Regions from separate parts of the Rattus norvegicus genome. Here region 1 is linked to region 2. A link is a contact called in public Hi-C data. All regions are on one chromosome and are shown on one strand. Each heading gives the region's core, a stretch centred on a gene start, on an enhancer-like site or on the middle of the called end of the contact. The rest is flanking DNA. Distances are from core to core; before and after follow the strand shown.

Region 1 (6,503 bases), core at 1,041-3,540, 180 kb before region 2:
GGCAGAAGAGGGAGGAAGTCTTTGCTGGCAATAAGGAAAATGGTGTGTGCCCTGAGCTTGGAGGCAAGGGAGTAGACCCTCTTAAGTGCCTACTTACGGGGGAGCTAGCCAAGCACACACACACACATCACATACACACACACACACACACACAGCAAGGCCACCTGAAGACTGGGAGTGGGGGCAAGTTTATGTTTGACTCTTGGGAAAGATGGAGCAGTAACCAAAGCTCTCCCTCCATGCTTCTGCTAAACAGCAGAAACTGTGGGAGTTCCGAGTTGGGAGCCCAGGAGAGACCTCCCAATTTTGCTTGTGGGCTGGAGGGTGAGTGATACTACGCTGCCACAAAATCTAGAGCTCCAAACCTGGGGCAAACTCGAGGGGGAAAGTGTGAAAATATCCAAGCTGTCCCCTGGTGGTCATGGGTCAGAAGAGCCAGGAGGTCCACTAGAACCACAAAACAATCCTCACAAGAGCGGTGCAACCCAGTCCCAAGTCACTTCATCAGTCAAGATTCCCCTCAAATGTTTTCCCCTGTGACAACATCCTCAGCTCCCAGACTACTTCCCCTCACCACCCTTTACGTCTCCATGAGGCCTGGTGGCTGCTTTTCAGCCACGAGCCTTACCCTGTATCCCTCCCGCAGCTCCAGACAAGTGTGTCTCCTTCAGCTTGGATTCAACTAAACACAGAGCACAGTGAGAGCTGCTTCTGCTGCGCCTGTGATAACGTTCACCCCAGAGGTACAGGAAATGATGGACAGAGGGACCCAGAGTCAATTGCACAAACAGAAGAGTGAAACAGAAAACAGAGAGCACGCAGGAGATGCTTCAGGGAAAGTGGTGGGGGGAGATATCAAAAGGACATTTAACCAGGAGCCACCCCAGTCCTTACCCTTCTTGAATTCCTCCAGCATGGCATCCAGCTTGGTGTCATGAAAAACAAAATGGACCGGGTGGTTGTAGAAGCGAGTGATCGTCTTGAGCGGGGTGCAGTCATCTGGGTCAACAAAAGCCAGGTCTTTGACGTAAAGGATATCTACGATATTGGACTGCTCATCTTCAAACACAGGAATGCGAGTATAGCCACTCTCCATAATCTCCGACATGGTGTTGAAGTCCAGAATGGCATCACTGCGGATCATGAAGCAGTCGTGTAGCTGGGTCATGATATCCTCCACAGTTTTGGTCCTTAGTTCCAGAGCACCCTGGATCATGTTTAACTCCTCCTTCACCAGGTCATTATAGGGCTCTGTCACCTTCAACATCTCCATCAGTTTCTCCCGATTGTAAACAGTGCGAATCTCCTGACCCAAGACGAAGTCCAGGAGTTTGCTAATGGGGAAACTCAGGGGGAAAGTGAGTAACATAAAGATTTTGGTGAGAACAATAGTGTTGGCACCCACAGCCAGCCCATGCCTGGAGCACAGGGCTTGAGGTAAGATCTCCCCAAAGATGACAATGCCAATGGTGGAGGAGGCCACTGCCATGATGCCAGAACCGATGAGGTTGTCTAGAAGGATGGTGAGGGAGGTGTTGACTAGCACATTCCCCAGGAGCAGCGAGCAGAGCAGGTAGTTGCCCTTGCGCCTGATGGGCTCTATCTTGCGAGCGTACCTTCTCTCCTTCTCAGTTCCACAGTTCTGCACGATGCGCAACTCCATCGGGTCCAGGGCCATAAGCCCCAAGTTGAGGCCAGAAAAGATGCCCGACAGCACCAACAGCACCAAAACAAGAAGGATGTGCAGCCAGAGCGGCAGAAACCTCCCATGCTCCTCCACCATGAAGAGCAGGGAGTCCTTGTCCGTCCATTTGAGCCAGGGCCCGTCGGCCCGGGTCCGGGTGCACAGCGCGTACAGCTTCATGTTCTCACTCCTCCGCAGGAACTTGGTAATCACCACTAGCATCCCCGACGTGTTCCCGCGGCTCACGTTGACCAGCCGCTGGACCACTAAGTCCTTGGTGAGCTCCAGGCAGTTGGTGGAGTTGTGGACCGTCTCGGCGTCGTCCACCTCGGTGAAGGAGATCAGGTTGCTAGAGATCTCGCCCAGTCTGTGGCCGTAGAGCCTCAAGTTCACCGTGCTGCCCTCGGACACGAAGATGATGCCATCCGGGTTCATCCCGCACGACTTGTTGCAGCTCGCCAGCCTCATGCCTAGGATCACGCTCTGCTGGGGGCTGCTCTGGCCGCTGGCCGCCCGCGTCCATAGCAGCAGCAGCAGCGCGGCCAGGAGGAGGCGCCCTCGGGCCGGCCAGCCGTCCCGCCGCCCGCCCCCGCCCCCCGGCGCCATGTTGCTCCGGCCCCGCCGCTGCCCGCGCCCCGCCGCGCGCCTCACTCGGCGCCGCCGCTCCTGCCCTCCTGCCGCTCCGCCGCCGCCGCGCCAACTGCCCCAGGAGAGGGCCTGACGTCAGACCGCGCCCCGCCCGCCCCGCCCCGCCGCCCCACGCCCCTTATTTGCATGCGAGGTCCCGCCCCTACCCAGGGCTCGCGCTCCGGGCTTAAGGAGGTCTGAGCGCTTAAGGTGGAACGGCGCGAGGCGAGCGCGGGAGCCTGCGGCGGGGGTGCGCCCAGCCCAGCCTCCGCGCCGCGCGCGGCTTCTCCCGAGCTCCTCCTTAGGGAGCCCGGCTCCCAGGCCTCACGCGCCTGGCTGCTTCCGGGTCCCCTGCACTCTGTTGCTCCGTTCTAGGGCGGGTGTGCTTCTCCACAAGCACAGCGAGAAAAAAGCATGCCATTTCCTGGTTTAGAAAAAGAAAAGGGAACCTGAGGGCTCAGGCTGGCATTACAGCCTCCTCACTTCTGGTATTTTTGCTGGCCTTGACCCAAGGCCAGAAATAGATTGTCTCTGCCCCCGAACTCCCCCAGCCCACCGGTCGCTTCTGTCTGGAGACCACCAGCCCCCTAAGGTGCTGAGGATTCAGGCTCTGAGCTAGGTTTTTCACCTGTCATTTCTATTTAGGGATGTTTTCATTGAATATGTATACTTGCAGACTCTAACAATAAGGCAACGAACACGCCAAAATTCTTGCACACCTTAGTTTACAGCCTAGCATCAGAAAAAATGGCAATAAGCAAGTATAGCTATACGGGGCGGGGGGTGGTGGTGGTGGCGGGAGGGGGAGCTCAATAAACAAATACACACAGGAACAGTTATTGAATCCTTCTGGCCACGTGAAGTATTTTATATCTTACAGATTTGAACCTAGGCACAAATCTTAGGCCTTTCAGATCTCCACCGTTAATCCTAGTTCCTGTCTGTAAACGGCGGTAAGAATGACTATTGAGACAAGATCTTACATAGCCCAATATGGCTTTGAACTCTTCAAATCTAAGGCTACCGTGAACTCCCCGATCCTCCATCCATAGACTCCCAAGTGCAGGGTTTACAGGCATGCACCACCATGCCTGGGTTGATTTGATTGTTCAGCTATGGGTTCAGTTTTTAATTTGATGGCAGGAAGAGTGATAACACAGCATCACCTGGCTAAAGCAAGTGAGAACAATTGGCTTACACATCAAACATGACATGACAACTCTCTGTGAATAGTCTTTGCCTGTGTAGTAATAGTCATTGCTGCCTGCTCTTTCAGAACCGTACCCTTAACCCCAAATTGTGGTGACTGGCCAGCTGAGGCAGCTGCTTGTGGAAATGAACCGAGAGGTGTGGCTGCTGTTCTAGCCTTGAGATCACTGCTTCCTGGTCAGCCCTACTTGGATGTCATCCGGCAGGCAGCTATGAACTCAGTGTGTGAGGATGACCACAGCCATCCACCCACAACTGTCCACCTGTGAAGGGCAGGACGTGGATGACAAACATTCTTACCTCAGTTGCAGGAGCTAAGCTAAGCACGGGGCCTGGGTTGACCCCTGGGTCTCCCAGCAAGGCTTCTGCTGGCCCCAGAGACACAGAAAGCCCTTCTCCATCTCCCTGTACAAACCCCTGTGTTTATTTTTACTTTGGTACACAGTCTGCCAATAAAAGCAGCAATCAATACCAGCAGCAAAAAGCCCAAACAGAAAGGAACACTCATGCAGTGTTGTGGGGGAAGTTTGGTAGCAGAGGCCTGACTTAATGCTCTGGCATCGCAGCTGGTGGGTTCTGTAAACAGACAGCTGGAGGAAGTTCCTTGTGAGGAGGTGCCTCCCCTTATACCCTTACACCCTTACATCCTTACACACACACACACACACACACACACACACACACACACACACACACACAGAGTGAGGCCAGAAAACCAACTTTTTCTGGTGAACAATACCTTCAGATTGGGCAACTGTCCCCTCCCTGTCTTTGTCAACCCAGAAGAGCCACCTGTATTGTTTGAAAATACTCCCCTCACCCAGGTCCCTGGAAGGGCCTAGCAGGCTTCCTTATCACCATCCCTGTAGTTTATAGATGCTCCCACCCCCACCTCCTCTGTTCCCCCACCTCCCCTTATAAACTCTGCAGTTCTATTATTGACCAATCTGCTATTTTTATTTTGCCCTTTTTGGGTCTGTGTTTACTCATGCTCTGTAGGTAGGCACTCAGCCTAAGCAGCAGAAGCCAACAAAGGAAAAGGAAAACAAGCGTTTGAGCCACTTGGTTTAAAGGTAGAAGGGAAGGAGCAGGGGGAGAAAAGCAAGACAGGAACAACGGTGGATAGGTTGTAACAGATCCATGGTCTATTAAGGCCTAGTTTACTCACAGTAGGGATCCCAAAACCATTAGGAGAATAAGAGAAGACCCCAGAAGTAAATGAAATTCAGGGCTGTAGAGATGGCTCAGTGATTAAGGGCATTTGTTGCTCTTGCAGAAGACTCAGGGGAGGTGAGTACAGTTCCCAGCACCCATGCGGTGACTTGCAATGGTCTGTAACTCCAGTTCCAAGGGATCAAATGCCTTCTGTTCTCTGAGGGAACCAGACACACACATGCTATGCATACACACATGCAGGCGAAATGTTCATACACATAAATAATAATTAGTAAATAGATGGTAATGTAAGAGGTATCAGGGGAGGCCAGTCTTGTGCCTGGGGGCTGTGGTTGTCAGCTTGAACCTCTAGGTAGGGAGACAGAGAAAGACATCAGTCTCTCTGTGGGGGTGGGGGTGGGGTGTCAAGTCCATACTTATCTGAGATGCCTCCTTCTGCAAGAGAACGTGGTCCTTAGGTGACGCTCTCCAGTCTTGAGGTCCTGAACAGCCCTATCTGAGTGTATATGTGTACCTCCCCCTTTAGGCAATGATGCTATCTTAAGAGGGTTCGCTCCTTTTCTTTTTTAAATATTTTTTAAAGATTTATTTATTTTATGTATGTGAGTACACTGTAGCTGTCTTCATGCACACCAGAAGAGGGCATGGGATCCCATTACAGATGGTTGTTAGCCACCATGTGTCGTTGCTGGGAGTTGAACTCAGGCTGAGGACCGAACCCAGGGCCTTGTGCTTGCTAGGCAAGTGCTCTACCACTGAACTAAATCCCCAACCCTGCAGTCAGTCTTCTTAACTGCTGAGCCATCTCTCCAGCCCTGAGCCATCTCTCCAGCCCTGAGCAATCTCTCCAGCCCAGTTCACTCCTTTTCTTGTCCCTGGTATCGCGTTTATGCCACGGGGATCTGAATTGGAGAACCAGGACCTAACCCTTCCAAGATGGATTCTTAGTCTCTTCACCTTCTAGGTTCCCAAGATGGAGGAGATGTTGGCAAACAGGCTGCCTTTCTCCTTATAGTACCCAGAGCCTAAGCCTTGCTCTGAGCCAACACTGGAAGTCTCCCAGGGCGTGTCATGGGCCCTGGAATGGATAGGCTGGCTGGAGAAAGTGGGTGCATTTATCAGGGGATGGTGCAAGCCATCACTGTAAGTTTGGCAGCCTGTGCACTTAGCCATCACAGAAACCTACGTTATGTCACGTGGATATGTCCAAGCCGTTGCATTGTCTCACGAGAGAAGGGACCTTTCTCCCTGTACAGGGAGACAAAATAAGCCAAAAATTAGCCAGCTCAAGTCCCAACTCAAATCATCCCAGCAAGCAAGGGTGGGCATGGGGACCTCAGTGTAGAGAATGTCAGGAGTAAACAAAGCTAAAACATCAGGTGGGAGGGGCCAGACCGAGGAAAGGGTGTGTCTCGGGCAGGAATGCCAAGCCACAAAACAGAAGGACAGTTGGTGTTAATTGGGCAAGTAGGTTTCAAAAGTCCCTGGGGGGCACCTGGCATTGTATTCTCCTTGGGACAGAACCGCAGAAAGCTGGACACTTGGTGTTGGGTCAGAGTTTTGAAAGCCCCACTGGGAGCTATCGGCTGCTGACTGTCTATGAGGCCTGGGATTCTGAGTGTTATGTGAGGATGCTCAGTGAGGTCTTCACTGGTTATAGCAAGAGTTCAACAGATGCGCTGGGTGACCACATGAGGCAAATGCTTTTTAGAGAGAACACGCCCTTACTCCTTGCTCGGGGGGAAAAAATTCTATTTGTTCTTTAGGAATTTGGTATATGCAGTCAATGTATTTCGATCACATCTAC
Region 2 (5,708 bases), core at 1,758-4,257:
AATCAATGGGTCTGGCCTTGGAGTCTCCCAGGGTCCCATCACCTTGCAATACAGGCTGTCACCTTATATATAACCTTTAAGGAAGGAAAAGGTGTTAGACACTCCTGAGATTCTCTGAAGAAATGCTAACTGCTGTCTGGGTAGACAATGGCTCTGGGTGAAAGGGGGAAGATGAAAATAGTGAGGGTTACCCTGCAGTGGAGTCACTGAGGCAGAGGGATGGCTGCTGGGATATCAAGAGGGCCTGTAAGCCTGCCCCATACCCCCCCAGTCAATGAGCAGAGCTCAGATGAAACGGCTCTGGACAAAGTGGGGAGAGAGGGCTCTGGTACCACGCGGGGGTGCTTGCTGTCTTTGCTTGTCTTTAGTTGTTTGCTTAGGACAGGGTCTCTCTGTGTAGCCCAGGCTGGCCTTGAATGTATGATTCCCTAGTGTTGGGACTGGTGGCGTGCCCCGCCATGCCATGCTGGGTGCATCTTTTATCACCTCCACCGTTTTAACACCTTACGCTGTTTTAAAGCTCTCTCCCCTCATCTGTGAGATGGGTGTGCTGGGCTCAGTAGCCAGGATTCTTTTTTTTTTCTTTTTCTTTTTTTCTTTTTTCCGGAGCTGGGGACCAAACCCAGGGCCTTGCGCTTGCTAGGCAAGCGCTTTACCACTGAGCTAAATCCCCAACCCCCAGTAGCCAGGATTCTAAGCAGAAGAGAGCAAGAAATGATGCTTCGCCCTCCAAATCACCTCCCCGACACCTGCCTGTTGCCATGTATCCGATCTCCCTAGGGTGCTCCTGAAAGACTGACCTAAGCAGGTGGAAGCATGTACCTGATCTCAGAACCCCGGGGGCTCGGACAGGGTTCAAGGCTCACTCCCTTCAAACTGCCTCACAAGGTGTGGCTACCACTTTCCCTCCCTCTCCCTCCTTTGCTTACCCCAGTCACCCTTCTTGTGATGGGAAGGAAGTGACACTTCCTTTCATGAAAACTCACTGGCTGGGAACAGCACGTCAATAACGGCAACAGCAACCTCAATAACAACCAGTAGACACAGTCCCGCCCGCTCGCCTGAGGTTGTTGGCTTAAGTTTCTCTTAGCTCAAGCTCTGGAGAGGAAACAAAGACAGCCTTTGAAGCGGTCAGTCCACTTCATGGCCCAGAAGCTGGCTGCCTGGCATTCTCCTCCTTGGGCTTGCTCCAATAGGCAGTTTGGCTTTTTTTGGGGGGGGGGAGGTGTCCTGCCAAGAGCCAGCCTTAAGGACAGCTAGACAGGAGTCTGAGGATCCAGGGCACAGAACTGGCCACAGCCCACCCTCAGCACTTCTGCCAAGCTCTGTTAGTGGCTAGAGACAAGCTGAGAGCCCTTGGGGGGTACAGAAAGGTAGAGGGGAGTATAGGGGTACCAGGTTTAAGATGCTAGACTCCCACTGCCCTGAGATAGCCCAAGAGATCCTAATCCTGGAAGGGCTGAGTCTTCACGGCCCCACCCTCTGTCTGTATGTCTGGTGAAGACAGAGCTCTCTATATGGATCATTTCCGGTTTTCCCACCCCACCTATGCAGAAACAAGTTGCAGAGGGTGACTCAACAGGAGACTAGAACCCCTACACAGGGAAATTTCAGACCTCACTTTTCCTTTCTCCTCCTCTCCTCACCCTAGCACAGTGCCTGCTATCCTGGTCAAGGGGGAATCTAGACCATTCAGCTTCCCACTCAGGGCAGCAGAAGGCTACCAGAAAGAAGAGAAAGGGCAAGGAGTCTTTGAAGCCTGGTCCTCACTCACTGTCAGACCTGAGCCCATCTCTATGCCTCAGTTTCTCTGTAATAAAAGATGGGGGTGGAGTATATAATCCTAAGGCCCATTCTGCCTCTGTCACTTCAAGTTCTAGGTCAAGCAGTCAGTTAGGACTCTAACTGCTGTGGAGACCAGACCCTCTAGATAACACCTCCCCTTCCCTTCCCAGGCATCCATCCTCTTTAGGCTCTGAGATCCCTAGATTTACATCAATTCCCAATAGTGCCCGCGGGGCGGGGCAAAGAGCACCTGTTACACTCCTCTGAAATAAGACTATGGGATGCTGGCCTGATCGGCAAAACTTGGGATGAATTTGAGGCCTTCCCAGCCCAGAGTTGGCCCCACTGTGCCTGTATGGGGTGTGAGCCCAGTCAGGGGGCAACGCCTGGGCAGTGCGGAGGGTCGCAGATGCGGTTGCAAGGTTGTGCCCCCAGTTGGCAAGGAGAGCAAAGCCAAACTTGTTCGTCGCACTCCGGCAGCCTAAGTTTCTGCCCTCCCTCCACTAAACACCCCCTGTCCAGGGCCACTATTCTGTCCCTTTGAAGAGACCCAAGGGAAGAGAGGGAAATTCAGAGAACCAGACGGGTAAAAAGAGAGCCTCTTTCCTACGGGGGGTTGGAAAGAAAAAAGAAACAGAAAGAAAAGGAAAAGAGAAGAGAGGAGCAGGGGATCTGAAGCTTGTGACCGTCAAACCACAACCATGTCCCTCGGCAGAAAAGAGGAACCGTTGATTCTTCAAAGCGCATTGAGCAATTTCTTCAAAACCCGCGCAGTCACTTTCAGGAATCGGGACCGCAGTGGGAAGCGCTGCGCGCGGCCCGGGCGCCTCGGCTTCTGAGAAGCGCTGGGCTGGCACGGGGCAGGGAGGGGCCCGCGGCCGAGAAGCTGCTGCTGACAGCTGTCACAACAAATGGGCCCAGAGCAGCTCGAGATTGAAACCGCAGCAGGAAGTGTGGGCGGCTCAGTGAATTTCAGTCCAGAGCCCGAGAGGAGAGTTTCGAGATAAACGCCTGGGAAGCCCCTGGCCGCCCCGAGTTTCCACGAGAAGAGAGCACGCAGACACTCGGGTTGCCCCGAGGGCCACGATCGCTCCGGGACCCCAACCCTCCGACCCCGGCGCTGCCCGCCAGCCGCTTACCCATTGCCCAGCGAGAGCGTGCGTCGCCGTCCGGAGACCCTCGATGCGCACAGCCGTCCGCTCCCAGCGCTCTCGGCGCGACTGGCTCGCTGCGCCGCTCGACGGTCTCCTCTCCCCAGGACCCACCCCTGGGCCCGCCCCCGCCGCGCTCTGAGCTTCCATTGATGGATCCTTTTTCTAGGGCGGGGAGGGCTCCGCCCCTTAAGCCGGAGGACGTCTGGGAGTTGTAGTGTACGCCCACTTTCCAGCTAGGGGCTGATGTAGGACACTAAGAATCATGGCTCTCCTGTGTCTGTTGGTTTCCCCAGAGGCAAAACTAGAATCTTAGAAAACTGCCCGCTCTCTGTAGTGTGCCAAAGACTGTGTGGGGTTAAATAAAAGTGCTTCTGACTTTTACCTGAAGTGGTCCATTCTTTTTAGCTTCACATAGAGATGTGAATACTGTTAGCCTACCAGGGGCCAATCTAGAAAGTGGGTGCCCAGACCTAATTCCCTAGGCCTTCCCGAAGTGCCTGTGTCCACATATATCATGTAGACTGAGTGACAGCCACAAGCTGAACCGTGCAAAGAGGAAGTGAACAAGTTGAAGGTGAGTGGTGACAAGGTGAGGCAGAGCAGTCATTTGGACCTTGTGTGGGTTATAGAAGATGAGGCTGAAACTTGAGGTTTAAAGGCAGAAAGCCCTATTAGCTGTAAGGCTTGGATTTGAACTCTGTTCCTAGTATGTAGTTGGTATTCCCGGAACCAGATTCTGTTGATTAACTATAATACTCATACAGCTCTGTAATTTTTTAAAAGATTTCTTTATTTATTACATATAAGTACACTGTAGCTGTCTTCAGACACACCAGAAGATCTCATTACATTATCAGATCCCATTACAGATAGTTGTGGGCCACCATGTGGTTGCTGGGATTTGAACTCAGGACCCCTGGAAGAGCAGTTAGTGACTTAACCACTGAACCATCTCCCCAGCCCCCCAGTTCTGCATTTCACACAATCGTTATCCTCATTATACAGTGCAAAACAGGCCTGGGAGATTACTTAGCTCCTATTACTGGTAGGTGGTAGGGTAGAGCTCAACCTTAGAATTGGGGCACAGATGAGGAGGGCTCCACAGTCACCCCCAGACCCCCGACATTTTAGTGCTCCCTTCACACTGAACAAATGGACGGTCTGCATTTGGTGATTCTGACCTTCTGGGCTTTATCCATTCGCTCTGGAATAGCAGATCAGTACGCTCAGCCTGGAGCAGGCAACACTGAGCTTGGGGATAATTGTAATAACTGGTGCTTGCCGGTCTGGTAACAGGCACATTGTTGTCGATATTTATTAACTGCTCAGAATAATGGCCCGAATAATGATTACCACAGCGACTCCCACATCCAAGAATACAAACCGCAGTCCACCCCCAAGAGATCCAAGACTCTGACAGAGATGTTATCTACCAAGAGCTACCACCTGGCAACCTCACAGGCTTCTGGTTCCACCGTCATTTGGTAAGGATTGGTTGGACTAGCCACAGTGCTAGGTTAGGAATGGAGATCTGCACCCTGCCTTCGGCATCACGGGATAGACCATCCACTACCTCCTGGACTGGGTGCATCCATCAGTGAAGCACTCACTACTTCCAAAGCCACAGCTAATCCTACCTTTGGATAGGAGGACCCTACCATCGGCAGCAGAGCGCACTCTTAGGCAGGAGAGCGCACTCTTACGCAGTGTTGTTTGTGCATAGCCTCAGCAAGTCAACACCTGTCTGGGGCAACCCGAGAACAATATGATCTAAATTTAATTGTCTCCTGAGGCAACTATTTGCAACAGAAAGTAATTTACAACAGCTAATAAATCCTGCCGAGGAATGATACCTCCCTTTGCCTTCCTAAAAACACCAACACTCCAGTTGTTCAAGCTTCTGTTCTACATACTTCTCAACCAGTTCATAGCCACCTTTCTCCATCACCCTTCATCCGTAGAGCACGAGGCCCGGATTGTGTGAGCAAACACCAGCTCCTCCATGTCTCAGTTGTCTCTCTGGCAGCCTCCAGAAGAAAAACAAAACACCCATTAGTGTGTAAACACATTCTTCCTGGAAAAAACATTGAGAATAAATCAGTCCTCTCTGGCCCTGCTCCAAATCCAGTTCCCTCCCTCTTCTTATCAGATTGGATAGTCTTTTAGAACGTTCCTTACTTATTTTCATAAATATAAGTATCCATGGTATGGGAAAACATGTAACTTTGCTCAACGTGTGTTTTTAGCTGATATAATCCTGATGGTTTTTGTCACAGAGATGTCTACAAATTAAAACACAGATCAGCTTCTCCGCTAGCATCTGCTACTGTCTGAGCCTTCAATTGCGATCTCTCAGTAGTCTTTTTTTCCCTTGATTACCTGGATCCTGCTGAGAAAATTCTAGATCTCTTAGAGGATTTTTGGGGAGAGACTGAGCTGAGGCTACCTTCATGCTGGTCCATCTCTAGGGACCAGACCTTGGAGGTGTGTCCCATCCTGGAGCTTTCGGGCCCTGAGAGTTTCTTGCAGGAAAGTTGGTGCCACCCTTCATCTGAGACCTTCAAAGTTCAGTGTGCTCAAAAAACAGGACAAGCAGCCTCCTCTCCCCACCCCCTCCGCGTTTCTGCTCCGTTCCCAGGCCCAGCAGTTGCAAAATGCCTCTGGGGCCTTGTTTTCAAAGGGGAATGAAGTGGGGAGTATTTTTAACTGTTGGCCCTGCCTTGCTCCCCACCCCCTGTGTTAGCTGTCCAGGAAAGGCAAGATTCACAG

What was found. Hi-C and Micro-C count contacts between places; a contact is called where the count stands out from the background.
Region 1: a Hi-C map of mammary epithelial cells shows a contact between it and region 2, with 2.2 times the contacts expected there. The contact joins the promoter of Cnnm4 here to the promoter of Arid5a in region 2. A contact is called at or near these places in 2 of 12 Hi-C or Micro-C datasets (frontal cortex and mammary epithelial cells).

Annotation. Positions count from the first base shown.
Region 1 is chr9:46,203,491-46,209,993 of GRCr8, reverse strand. It overlaps Cnnm4 (cyclin and CBS domain divalent metal cation transport mediator 4), which reads right to left and starts at 2,290. Exons shown (of 7, transcript NM_001271050.1): 1 at 895-2,290. The coding sequence starts at 2,290.
Region 2 is chr9:46,027,878-46,033,585 of GRCr8, reverse strand. It overlaps Arid5a (AT-rich interaction domain 5A), which reads right to left and starts at 3,007. Exons shown (of 7, transcript NM_001399179.1): 1 at 2,925-3,007. The coding sequence starts at 2,928.